Linked DNA regions of Mus musculus: region 1 is linked to region 2. The links are chromatin contacts, called in public HiChIP or PLAC-seq maps. All regions are on one chromosome and are shown on one strand. The core of a region is the stretch at or near the end of the contact, and the rest is flanking DNA. Distances in the headings are between cores, read along the strand shown.

Region 1 (5,602 bases), core at 7-2,506, 240 kb after region 2:
AGGACAAACTATAGTTACAGATTGCATTTCCATCCTTTCCCAGATTAGTGGTAAGGGGCTTGACTTTCCGTGGTAGCCGGCGACAGCAGAGTGTGCTTGGTGTCTTGACTGAGACCGTTGTTACACTTAACTTCAAGACATTTCCAGCTGGGGAGCCCTCTGGGACATCCTTCCCTTGAGGAAGCTGGCTGGAGGTGTGCCCAGGAACATGGACCCAGAATTTCTACCAAGTTCCCCATCAGTGACATGCCATTCCTTGGGCTTAGATGTCCTTGAGTAACTGAAGAGGTCATCTACATAGGCAAACAAGGTAGACGCCACTTCCCTGTCTGTCTGTCGGTCGGTCTGTCTGTTTGTCCATCTCTCATTCTCTTCTCCTCCTCCTCCCTTGCCCTCACCTTAGGGATCAAACCCAGGGCCTCGTATGTGTTAGGCATGTGTCCTCCCCGCTATCTACACCCTCAGTCTTGCCCTACCCCCACCCCATATGTACCAGTGGAGTTTTCACTTTTTCAACATGTCTTTTAAAAGTTGATTTTTATTATTTTTATTCTTTGACAATTTCATACATGTGTATAGTGTATTTTGCTCATTTAACCCATTACTGTCTTTTATATTCACACACACACACACACTCTTGCTGAACCCCTTCTTGTAATAGATTCCCTCCTACTTTCATGTCTGTTGTTGTTTTGAGGGGTGTGTCTGTGTGTGTTTCTCTGTGTGCCTGTGTGTGTGTCTCTCTCTACATGTCTCGTATGTCTCTTTGTGTATGTCTGTGTGTCTGCATATGTGTATCTGTGTTTGTGTCTGTGTGTCTCTGTGTGTGTTTGTGTGTATGAGTGTCTGTATATGTGTGTCTGTGTGTGTTTGTGTCTGTATGTCTCTCTGTGTGTGTCTGTGTATGTGTGTCTGTATATGTGTGTCCGAGCAAAATACAGTGTGTGTGTCTGCATGTATCTGTTTGTATGTCTATATATGTCTATGTGATATATCTGTGTCTCTGTGTATATATCTGTGTATATGTGTGTTTCTGTATTTCTCTGTGTGTGTCTGTGTATGTTTCTGTGTCTCTGTGTGTATCTGTGTATGTGTGTCTATATGTCCCTGTGTGTGCCTGTGTATTGTGTGTTGGTGTGTGTGTATAAGCTGCTGAGTACCATCAAGGTTGTTTGTATGAGTGTTGGTAGGAGGTTATTTACTGGAGCCTGAGCAAGTTACCATACCGCTGAAGTGGCTATACCACGGAAGGAAATGACGCTTATCCCTTTCGAAACCATTAACTGTCAACTGTTCCTCAGGAAGGAGGTGGGGCTTCATGAGCCCCTTCACCATCATGGAATGTTGACAGCCCCATCTTTTGCAGTTCTTGTACAGGTCACCACACGTCCACGAGAGAGTGCTTCATGTCACTCCTCCCTAGCCTCCACCTCTTAGGCTCTTTCCACTCCATCTCCCTTGGTGTGGGAGGGGATACAGAAAAACCTGATGAGACGTTCACTGATGGAGAGGAAAGTCCGTGAGCCTCTGCCCTACTCAAAGAACTACGGCAACCCAGGAATGCTAAGAATGGGAAACGTAACTCTCCCCAGGAAAAAGCACACCAACTAGCTATCCAATACCAAAAGTCAGCCCTGAAAACACACATATAAATAACATTATACGATCTAAGCAAGTGGTATTTAGGAATATGTTTATACATATATATCCATATATGTATATACAGGTAGGCATGTAACAACAACTAATGAAAATGAAGCCATAAATTTGAAAGAGAACAAGGAAGGGTATATGGAAATGTTTGGAGGTAGAAGGGGAAGGGGGAAATGATGTAATTATATTAATATCAAAAGTATGTCGTGGCTAAGGAAGTCATAGGCCTTAGGGGTGGAAACCTACTACTTGTTTTGATGGGTGGAGACCGTGTCAAACTGCCTTCCAAATGTGTTTATACCCAAAGAGTAATCATGCTGCGATCAGAAATGCTTGTGTTTGTAGTGAGTGTCTGTTGGTGCCCAAACTATGAAGAATAAACGGCTGTTGAGTCCCAGCTTTTTGAGATAGGTTTTCACTATGTAGCGCAAGCTGGCCATGAACTCATGTTATGGCCCAGTTTGACCCTGAACAATTCCTGATCTCTCTCGAGCTCCTAGATGCTGGGATTACAGGTTTGCCCCCAACACACCCAACTCATTCCCCCTTTCTCAATACTACCTATCTTGGGGGCATTTTACAGAGTTTAGCCTCCTTTAACAGAATCACATTGTAGGTTTGTGAAAGACTATATAAAGCCAGCAGTCAGAAACAGTCACAATGCAATGTGCACAGAGTCCTTGGACACTCACTTGATTGATGCATGCTGTGTGCAGTTGCCAAGGTATGCACCCATGGAATAATGCTATGGCAGATGCAACCAGATACCTCTGCTAGGGGTAACCCATCCATCCATCCCCTCTAAACTGTCACCCCAGTTTTGTGGCTCTCTGTCCCACCTTCCCAGGTGAGCCTGGGCCATTCCTGCCCCCCTCCAGGAGTTCACACTTTGTCTTCCTACCCGGGAGTGCTTTTCCCTCAGGTTTCTGTGAGGTTCCCTCGCCCTTCCCTTGGGTCTCTGCTCACTAAGCCACCGCCTCAGAACTGAACCTTTCATCACCCTCTTCTCCAACTGTTTCTACTCTGCCATTGCTTCATTTATTTTTTTTTCAAGAAAGTCTTCTATTTTGTCCCTTCCTTAGTCATCTCAAGAATATAAGCTCCACATTGGCAGGGATGTCTGTCTTTTGGGTCCCTACAGTTTTTCTAGTACCTGGAAGCATGGTAGGGACATTGGGGACAAAGGATAGATAGTATTAGCATACTAACGATGGATAAACTACAGGTGGCAACCCAGGGAATCATGTCACAAATGGGTGCCGTGTGGACTGAAACACAGACCCTGGTTACCTTCATCTTCTGGTGCCTATGATAGCCCTGGGGAACTCTACCTCTGTCGCTCCTCTGGCTGGAAACCATTTTTTTTCCTGTTGTGTGCATACCCATGGCACCCACAGACAGTGGCAGAGGTGGAAAACTCACTGACAGAGAAGAGTGACACAGTGGCCTCAGGCTGACTCAGAGCCCGAGGAAGGTGGGTTACCTACGCCATGATGTTTCACATTACAATAAAGGAAAGGCTAGCACGTCAGTAACGGTGCTTGGTTATGGCAAGAATGTATTCAGTTTCCAAGAACTTTTGTCTTGGATCATTGTGAATTAAGGGGATGGGGGGCCATATCCTCCATGTAAAATGTGCTCTGTTCGGCCTCTGGGGGCCAGGCAGTAAATCTCATAGTGAATCTCAACTCAAGAGCACAGCTTCCCTGCGAGTGGCTCAGTTAAGCATCAGCCAGCCGTTCAGAGGCCAGGCTGCAACACCGAGGTGGCCTGCTTTCTGCTCATTATTAATCCAGAAACCTTAATGATGAACAACATTTGTGTTATTTTCTACCCAAATTTAATCTGTTCGTGCAGCAGTCCAGTCAATCCTGCAATCTGTTTTTCTCAAATGAGGGCAGATAATGGAGACGCCGTTCTTTACAAGTCTTCAGGCTTTTAAATTCTGATAAAAATCAGGATTCTTCACTGGGTCCTGCCCCGGCTCTGAATTAAACCACTTTAAATGTAATTATGGAACCTGGCCTTCCATCAGGAACATCCATTTAAAACATTGATTGGCCAGGCTGCTCTGTGAGGCTCTTTATGAGCAAACGATTGCAATGGGGCCAGAACTGTAATTTATCAAGGCAAAAAAAGCAGGTAAATACTTTATTAGTGGTAATGAGAGGGTTGCCGGCTAACTGAATCTCTTCTTCTCTCACCAGCTACTTCACAGAGCCGTGGTGCATGGCCCTCTTCCACGATCGTTTTATTGATCTCAAGAAAGAGTTGCGCCAAATCTTAATCTCCAAGCAGGTAAGCGTGATTAGTGGACATGTGGGTGTTATTCCTTGCAAATTGTAAGCAGTTGACAGCCGTTGATCATTTGGACTTTTCCCCCTACATTCCCATCTCGTAGTGGTTTCTTAGTCCCTCTGCACTGCCTTAGATAAACTCTGGAGTCTATAAATGGAGACAGCAATGTTTCAGGAGTGGCTTGCCTTAAACCCTTTGCTGGACACTGCTCTTGCGTCCTTTTTTTACAAGTAGCTGTGTCTTCCTCTTCATGATGGCTGAAGACTAGATATGAGTTGTTTTTACCTGCTGGGAGGAGTGGAAATCTCATCTCTTTAGTTTTCTGTCGGTTATTGCTGAGTGTGTGTGTGTGTGTGTGTGTGTGTGTGTGTGTGTGTGTGTGTTTCTGTGTGTCTGTGTGCTTATATCTATCATTCCAGCAGTAGAAGCAGGAGGCTCAGGAGTTCATGGTGATTCTCTGTTCCATAGCAAGTTCCACACTTGCCTGAGTTACACAAGACTCTGTCCACCCATACACATACAAATAAAGTAAAAAATGTAGAGAACCCACCCAAGTGTCAGAATACACTAATTTTATAACTAAAACGTCTATATCAAGATGATAGAAAATTATCCAGAAGGTAGGCCTCTTTTCTGAGAGGTGCCATGCTCAGAAAATACCTCTGTGGAAATCAGGATGTATTTATGAAACTTCACAGCAATTCTTTTGATACTGAAGCCCTTAGCATTGCCGAGGAAAGTTAGTGTTTATGTTCAGGGTGGTGAGAGATCCATCCCAGGCTCCACCTGACTCAGACAGACAGAACCTTTCTGAATATCCGGGCCTTCATTGGTTTCTGTCACATTCTGATGTCTGAATGAACAGTTCCTACGTCCCTTCTTGTCTCTTCCATTTAGAAGCATCCACAGCCGTGCAGGTTCTATGGCAGAGCCACCATATTGGGCAGCTTAGAGGAAATCGTTTTTTGGTTTTTTGTTTTAAAGATTTATTTATTTATTATGTGTAAGTACACTGTAGCTGTCTTCAGACACACCAGAAGAGGGCGTCAGATATGATTACAAATGGTTGTGAGCCACCATGTGATTGCTGGGATTTGAACTCGGGACCTTTAGAAGAGCAGTCGGTGCTCTTAACCGCTGAGCCATCTCTCCAGCCTGGAAGTCGTTTTTTGTAACCCATACCATGTTCTAGCCCCAGCTCACATCGCCTCACCGAACCCTGTGCTTCCTAGACCTTTCCACCAGTGGAGAAACTGAAGTGAAATAACCCACCATAGGTTAGTTATGCAGGAGTCTGGCTAACAAGCGTGAGACTCAATGCTCATTCGCCAGCCGGGAATGGAGGCCCAGAGTAGGGCAGAGTCAAATCTCTGCCTCCCATGTCTTTACTCTTGATTTCCAATACAATTCCCCAGGAGCTTGCTCCCAAATGTAGGCAATGCACTAATATGAAACAGACTCAGATTGGAAGCATAACTATAAAGTTTAAATCAAAATGGCATGCTTTAGGGCCTTCATAGGTAGAAGCCCAGGAGTCAATGTTAGTAGGGAATATTTACATTAAGGAGTTAAAATTCCCATAAGCATGGCTATTCCGGTCAGTCCCACAATGGCCTTGAAAGAGAAACAACATGAGTAAATGGGAGAGTCA
Region 2 (5,665 bases), core at 3,085-5,584:
AGAGGTCTCATGTTGTTATGCTAGTCAGCACCACACAGCTGTGTATGTAAGCCATTGTAGACAGCCAGTGAAGGAGAGTCCCTGCAGGTGTAGGCAGGTAGGGCAATGGACCTCGAAGAGATGAGAATGGAATTTTGGTTCAGATTGACTTCGGTCAACCTGGATCAAACTTCAGGGGGTCTGATGCCAGGTGGTTTATTGCCAGTATACTTAAACACAGTATAATTTGGAAAAAAAGATTCCTAGTGTAATATAATCCCTGGTGCATGAAGAGAGTAAATATATCAAAGCTCAAGTCAGGGTACATGTCATTGCTTCCAACAAGATGGGTTCTGGAGATGGGCTACCTGTATTAGCTTAAGAGCCTAAGAAAGAAAGGATCTGGGCTGGTCTCAGTCATACATACAGGATAGATGTTATTTGGGCTATTAGCCACCTCTAGTCATGGTTGAGGGAACTTGGGGGGAGCCCCTGGCTGTATAGATGATATGAAGATCATTCAGACCATTAGGTATCTCCGGTCCTGGTTGTCCTGGTTTGGGGAGCTTGGAGGAGTCTCTGGCTGTAAAGGTCATTTGGAATCTGAGCCACCCCTGGTTCAGAAGCTTGGTACGGCCTGGCGCATCAGATAACACAGATCACCAGGCTATTCATCACCATTGGTTCCCAGCTTTCTAGAGACACAGGCTATATGCTCTTCCCTCAGAAAGGACAATCCTGAGTGCTTAACATTCTTGGTTTTCCTGGAAATGTGTGGGAGACTTGTGCTCCCAACAAGCCAGCCTAAGAGGATACTTTACTCAGCATCCTGTGACCCCAAATGAGGATCCTTTATGCCCCCAGCAGAGCTCCAGCTTAAAATTATGAGGACACAACAATAGTCTGCTTTGACCTAAGAGTACATTAGGAAGCCCCTTCACACAGATGATTGCTTCCTTCTGGAGACGTAATTGTACCCTCTTCACTTCTGTATTTGACAGATATTTTAGAGAAGTATCAAAATTGGCTGTTTTTTTTTTTAAGCAAGAGTGTGTTGTATTGCATCATCATTTTAAAGATCATGTGATGATGACACTGTAGATCAAGACTCTGATATTGGTTTACCACTTGTCAGTAAGCTAGTTTACAAAAAAGAATTGATGCTGTGGGCACCACGTGTCTCTCTGTTAGCAGTGTCCTATGTACACGGTACAGAACTGTTGCGAAGGTCTGTGACTTACCGTAGGTCTTGCACTTAGTGTACCTCTGATTACATGTAACAACCCAAGAAGCACTGAGTGTTATTTATTGCAGGCACCGGAGGCTTGCCTCCCCTGTGCAGTTCCCTGGGGTTAACGCCAGCACCACATATATCACAAAGGGGCTGAGAGTTAAGTGAAAGAGGGGCTGCTCTGCAATGAGCTATAAAGATATTTAGTTTATAAGAGGGAAGGACACAGAGCAATAAACACAGCCTCATATGCCCTCCCCACTTAAGAATCCCCCTTTGAGTGTTTACTGGTATGCACTGTGGCTGTGGTAAATCCTTGCAATGGATGCTACCCCATTCAACAACATGAGCGAGCAGCCCCTGTAGTGACAGCATGAATAAATGTAAAAAGATTTGTGCTGAATAAAGGAAGGGAGATAGAGGGAAAAAAATATATGTGCTGATTACCTCAGTCTTACGATGTATACAACCCATAAAGCTAGTCTGTAGAAATCAGGTTAGTGGTACCTATGATCCAACCGAATGTGAGACTGTGAGGGGGCAAGCAGGAATCGTGCAGGGGGCAGTTGGCCGTGAGAGTGCATTGGTGGGGGACATGTGCAGTTGTCCAAGCTCATCAAACTATATTCTGAAGATCATGCACCTTCTGATATCTTACCATGCCTCCCTGAAAAAATAAATAACTTAAAAGAAATAAAAGACTTCACAAACAAGGTGACCCCTTGAATTTGTCTGGGGAGCGGGGAGGGGGATGAATCACAATTCAACCAAAGGAGAGAGTGGGCAAAGGTGCGGAGGCAGGAAGTCCCTGGAATGGCTGTCACCAGGCCGATAGATAGGAGGGTATGGCTGCTTGCTTTTTCATGTGTGGCAGGAAGGGCAGGCCCCTGGGCAGGGACACCCTTAGCTGTTCAGGAAGTCACCTTCTTTAAGGACATTTTATTGATAACATATTCACAAATTGGCGGTTTTGGTTATTTCTTAAAATGAGAAATTCCCATAAATGAAAATTTTAGGATATTTTAGGAAATATAATAGTTATTATAACTTTATCTTAATTTTATTTTTAAAGCTCTCAGTTTTTCCCTGCCATTTTTACTATCTATTTGAAGGGTGGTTTCTCTTAGTTAATATTATTCTCAGATTTAGGGATTAGAATTATTTATAGCTCGGTACACATGCAAGTGCTGTTGACCTCCCTCACGCCCCACCCCCACCCCATATCTGTTCAGCATCCAAGGATTCAATCAAAATACTTCCTGCACAAACAACAGCAAAATGCACCGGCAGGCAGACTGCCTGCTTGCTGTGTGCAAGGTCCTGAATTCAGGCTCGAGTTTTGCAAAGAACTGTGAAACTCAGATAAAAATCCGAACCAAGATCAGAGTCTTGATCTTGCCAGGGATTGAACTCTGGGTTGTCAGCAAGCATCGTTGCTCGCTGTGCCTTCTTACTGGCCCTCCAAAGTTCTTGTTGTTTGGTTTTTGTTTTTGTTTGTTTGTTTGTTTTGTTTTTTACATATAGTTAGTATACTCATTTGGATATTATGAATTATCATTTTCCAGAGGAATAGTAAGACTTACTCATGTTCTCCAAGACATTTTTTTTTCCATTAGAAAAGTTGTTTATAAATACAGTGCTCAAAGTGCCATGCACACGAGCAGCCTATCAAAATGATCCATTTTTTATTCCTTTTAGTAAGGTAATTTCTTTGTGGACATACTCCCTGGTACCCTCCCTCCTGTTGAGGATATAGGTAAACAGGAGAAAAGACAAAAGCTGTCCTCAGTCTAGCACCTGGCTCCTAGGCAGCTGTGATAAAATACCCTGACAAAGCAAATTAAGGGGAAAAGATCCTTCTAGTTCACAGTTGAAGACTACAGCCAGGCGTGGCAAAGTAAGGCAGCAGGGGCTTGAAGCAGTGGTTACACTGTAACAGAAGACAGCAGGAACTCCTGTTACTGCCTGGCTCTCTTTCTAGGTTTATACAATCCAGGATCCCAGTTAGGGAATGGTGCCACCCACTGTGGGCAGGGCTTCCTACCTCCATAAATATAATCAAGATAACCTTCTCCAGCTGTGTCCAGAGACTAACCTAACCTGGATAGTCTCTCACAGCTGTGACCAGAGAGTTACCTTTCAATGATGCTAGAGATATTGTCAAGTTGATAGTACTAACCCTCAATTACAGCAATCGATAGTTCCTATCCCATCTCAATTTCTCCCTTGGCTTCTCATCCTCTCCTTTTCTTTCTTTCTTTTTTCCCATTTTCCTCTCTTAAGACTTTGTAGCATGGGCTATGGCCTTCCAGTGGGGGCCCACAAAGCTAGAAATAAACCTTTAGATAACTTGTCGTGATCATCAGCCTTTGATGGCTTAACTGTTCTGTTTGCTCACACCACAGAAAATCCGAAGGACCAAATCCCAAGGGGGATGTTGTCCCAGTGTAAAGAGACGAGGAGGGGGCATATGCAATAAGAGGAGGGCACAGTAGTGAGTTCAGGTGGAGACAGTGACACAGACAATGCTTTTGCCTGAAGAAGGTATAGAAATGTAGGGCTGGAGAGATGGCTCGGCGGTTAAGAGCACTGACTGCTCTTCCAAAGGTCCTGAGTTCAAATCCCAGCAGCCACATGGTGGCTCACAACCATCTGTAATGAGATCTGACTCCCTCTTCTGGAGTGTCTGAAGACAGCTACAGTGTACTCACATGTATTAAATAAATAAATTAAAGAAAAAAAAAAAGAAATGTAACGTTTTTAAAACCCCCTATCCAAAATGAACAGATTGGAGTTTTAGAACTTGTGGGTCTAAAATCTTGAAACTTTGTGTGGACCCTACCCCCTTAAGAGCACTAGAAACACAAAGGCATTATTGCACAGCGTGGTGGAGTAGGCGTGGCCGCACGCCTCTTAAGCCACCACATTACTCTTATTTTCTCCACATTTGACATCTGTTTCATCAGTAGCCACTTGCACTGATAATTAATGGTGATGAACACAGTTCTTAAGACAGTAAACCAGGGAAGGGTTTGGGGATGTAATTAGCCCTCCGCTATTTAACTAGCAACATATTCAGAACCAAATGAATGAACACCGTAATCCCTTCTCCTGTCTCTTTGATTTAGCCGCGTGGAAAACGATGCTGTAATCTGCCCTTCTACTCAGACACTAATTAAGGAAGTTACTCTTCCCTGTCTTTCATTATGTTGGAAACAAAGCAAAGCTGCTACTGGACACACCTTTAAAAACTACAGTGTGCTCAATTAATCTTCGGTGGTGGACGTGAGATGTTCCCGGCTTAGAAAGACTGGCTTGGCCTTGGAGCGGTGGTGGTAGAGGGGTTTCTTTTCCGGGTCCTTGTGGGTTTAAGGAAGACTAAGTCAAGAGAAGGGTTATATGCTGTCTGGTAGTGTTGTGAAGTAGCTTGAGGTTTCCTGCCTGGCATCCTGCCTATTTAAAGATGACTACAGTTAATCATGTGGACTCAAATAGATGAAAATTTTCTTTATCAGGAGAGAGGAAATCAGGAGCTCTGTAAATGTTTTAGGAGATAAAGATGTGTTCAGATTTGATTGTTACAGTTGCACACTTGTACCAAAATCATCACACACATCTCACAAGTGTGTATCATTTGTATTAATACAAATTTAAGACTTTAACCTTTAAAAGGCAAAAAGAAAACATTTAAAACAAGCTTTTTTGTTTTGTTTTGTTTTTAAAAACGACCTTTCTCAAGGCCAGCTTGGCCCACAAATTAAGTTCCATGAAAGCCAGGGTTGTTACACAAACCCAACCAAACGAAACCAAACCAAAAAACCCAAACAACAACAAAGACCTACCTTTCATTTCCTGAGGCAGTTACTTTTTAATAGACAAAGTTCTGAATGTATGTCCCTGCACCATGTGCATACCTGGTACCAGAAGAAGGCATTGGGTCCACTGGAGCTGGAGTTCCAGATGGTGGTGAGCAATGGTGTAGTTGCTGGGAATTGAACCCGGGTCCTCTGGGAGAGCAGCCAGCACTCCTAACCACTGAGCCACCCCTCCAGCCCCAGAAGTTAGTTTTACGAGACATTTGATGGTCTCACGCTTTTTTCCAGTTTGACTTCTAAGCAGCTCCTGGGGATTTGATGTTTTGACCTCTAAGTTAAGAGGATCCAGGCCCATTTTAAAAGGAAATGTAGAACAATTACAGCATTTAGCCGGGGCTTTTCTTGTGCCCCGGGAAATTTGTCACCAGTCCCCCTGCCAGACATGGTTTGGTGGACAGTCCTCCAGGAGCTGTAGATTGCCTTTGTCAAGATTGGCACATGGACCCCAGCGGTCTGGATGATGGGAACTTACATGGCCTGCTGCATGCTTTGAAGCCCTTCTAATCACTCAGAACGTCTGGAATTTTAAAATCCACCTCACTTAAAAAGATCACATTTTCCAATGATCCGAAGTTAACTG

The links. HiChIP or PLAC-seq counts read pairs in DNA pulled down with a chosen protein or histone mark.
Region 1: a contact with region 2 is called in an H3K27ac HiChIP or PLAC-seq map of the HPC-7 cell line, with 6 times the contacts expected there. The contact joins two enhancer-like sites. A contact is called at or near these places in 1 of 39 promoter capture datasets (embryonic stem cells), 1 of 15 datasets of contacts at CTCF or cohesin (large pre-B cells), 72 of 484 Hi-C or Micro-C datasets (the AtT-20 cell line, B cells, the C2C12 cell line and 35 more), 20 of 115 datasets of contacts at active chromatin or transcription factors (the 230-238 cell line, the HPC-7 cell line, bone marrow-derived dendritic cells and 12 more) and 4 of 9 other capture datasets (adipose tissue, embryonic stem cells, liver and 1 more).

The regions. Positions count from the first base shown.
Region 1 is chr2:146,196,850-146,202,451 of GRCm38.p6, forward strand. Cfap61 (cilia and flagella associated protein 61) reads left to right here. Exons shown (of 27, transcript NM_001369121.1): 26 at 3,861-3,951. Among named protein-coding and RNA genes, the nearest start is that of Insm1, 22 kb to the right of the region's middle. Within about 2 kb of position 1,257, at least 61 of the 459 cell types and tissues checked have an H3K27ac peak or open chromatin away from gene starts, as enhancers often do. A contact at or near this core is called in the HPC-7 cell line, where this site is marked.
Region 2 is chr2:145,951,892-145,957,556 of GRCm38.p6, forward strand. The region is part of intron 6 of Cfap61 (cilia and flagella associated protein 61); the gene reads left to right. Among named protein-coding and RNA genes, the nearest start is that of Cfap61, 20 kb to the left of the region's middle. Within about 2 kb of position 4,335, at least 10 of the 459 cell types and tissues checked have an H3K27ac peak or open chromatin away from gene starts, as enhancers often do. A contact at or near this core is called in the HPC-7 cell line, where this site is marked.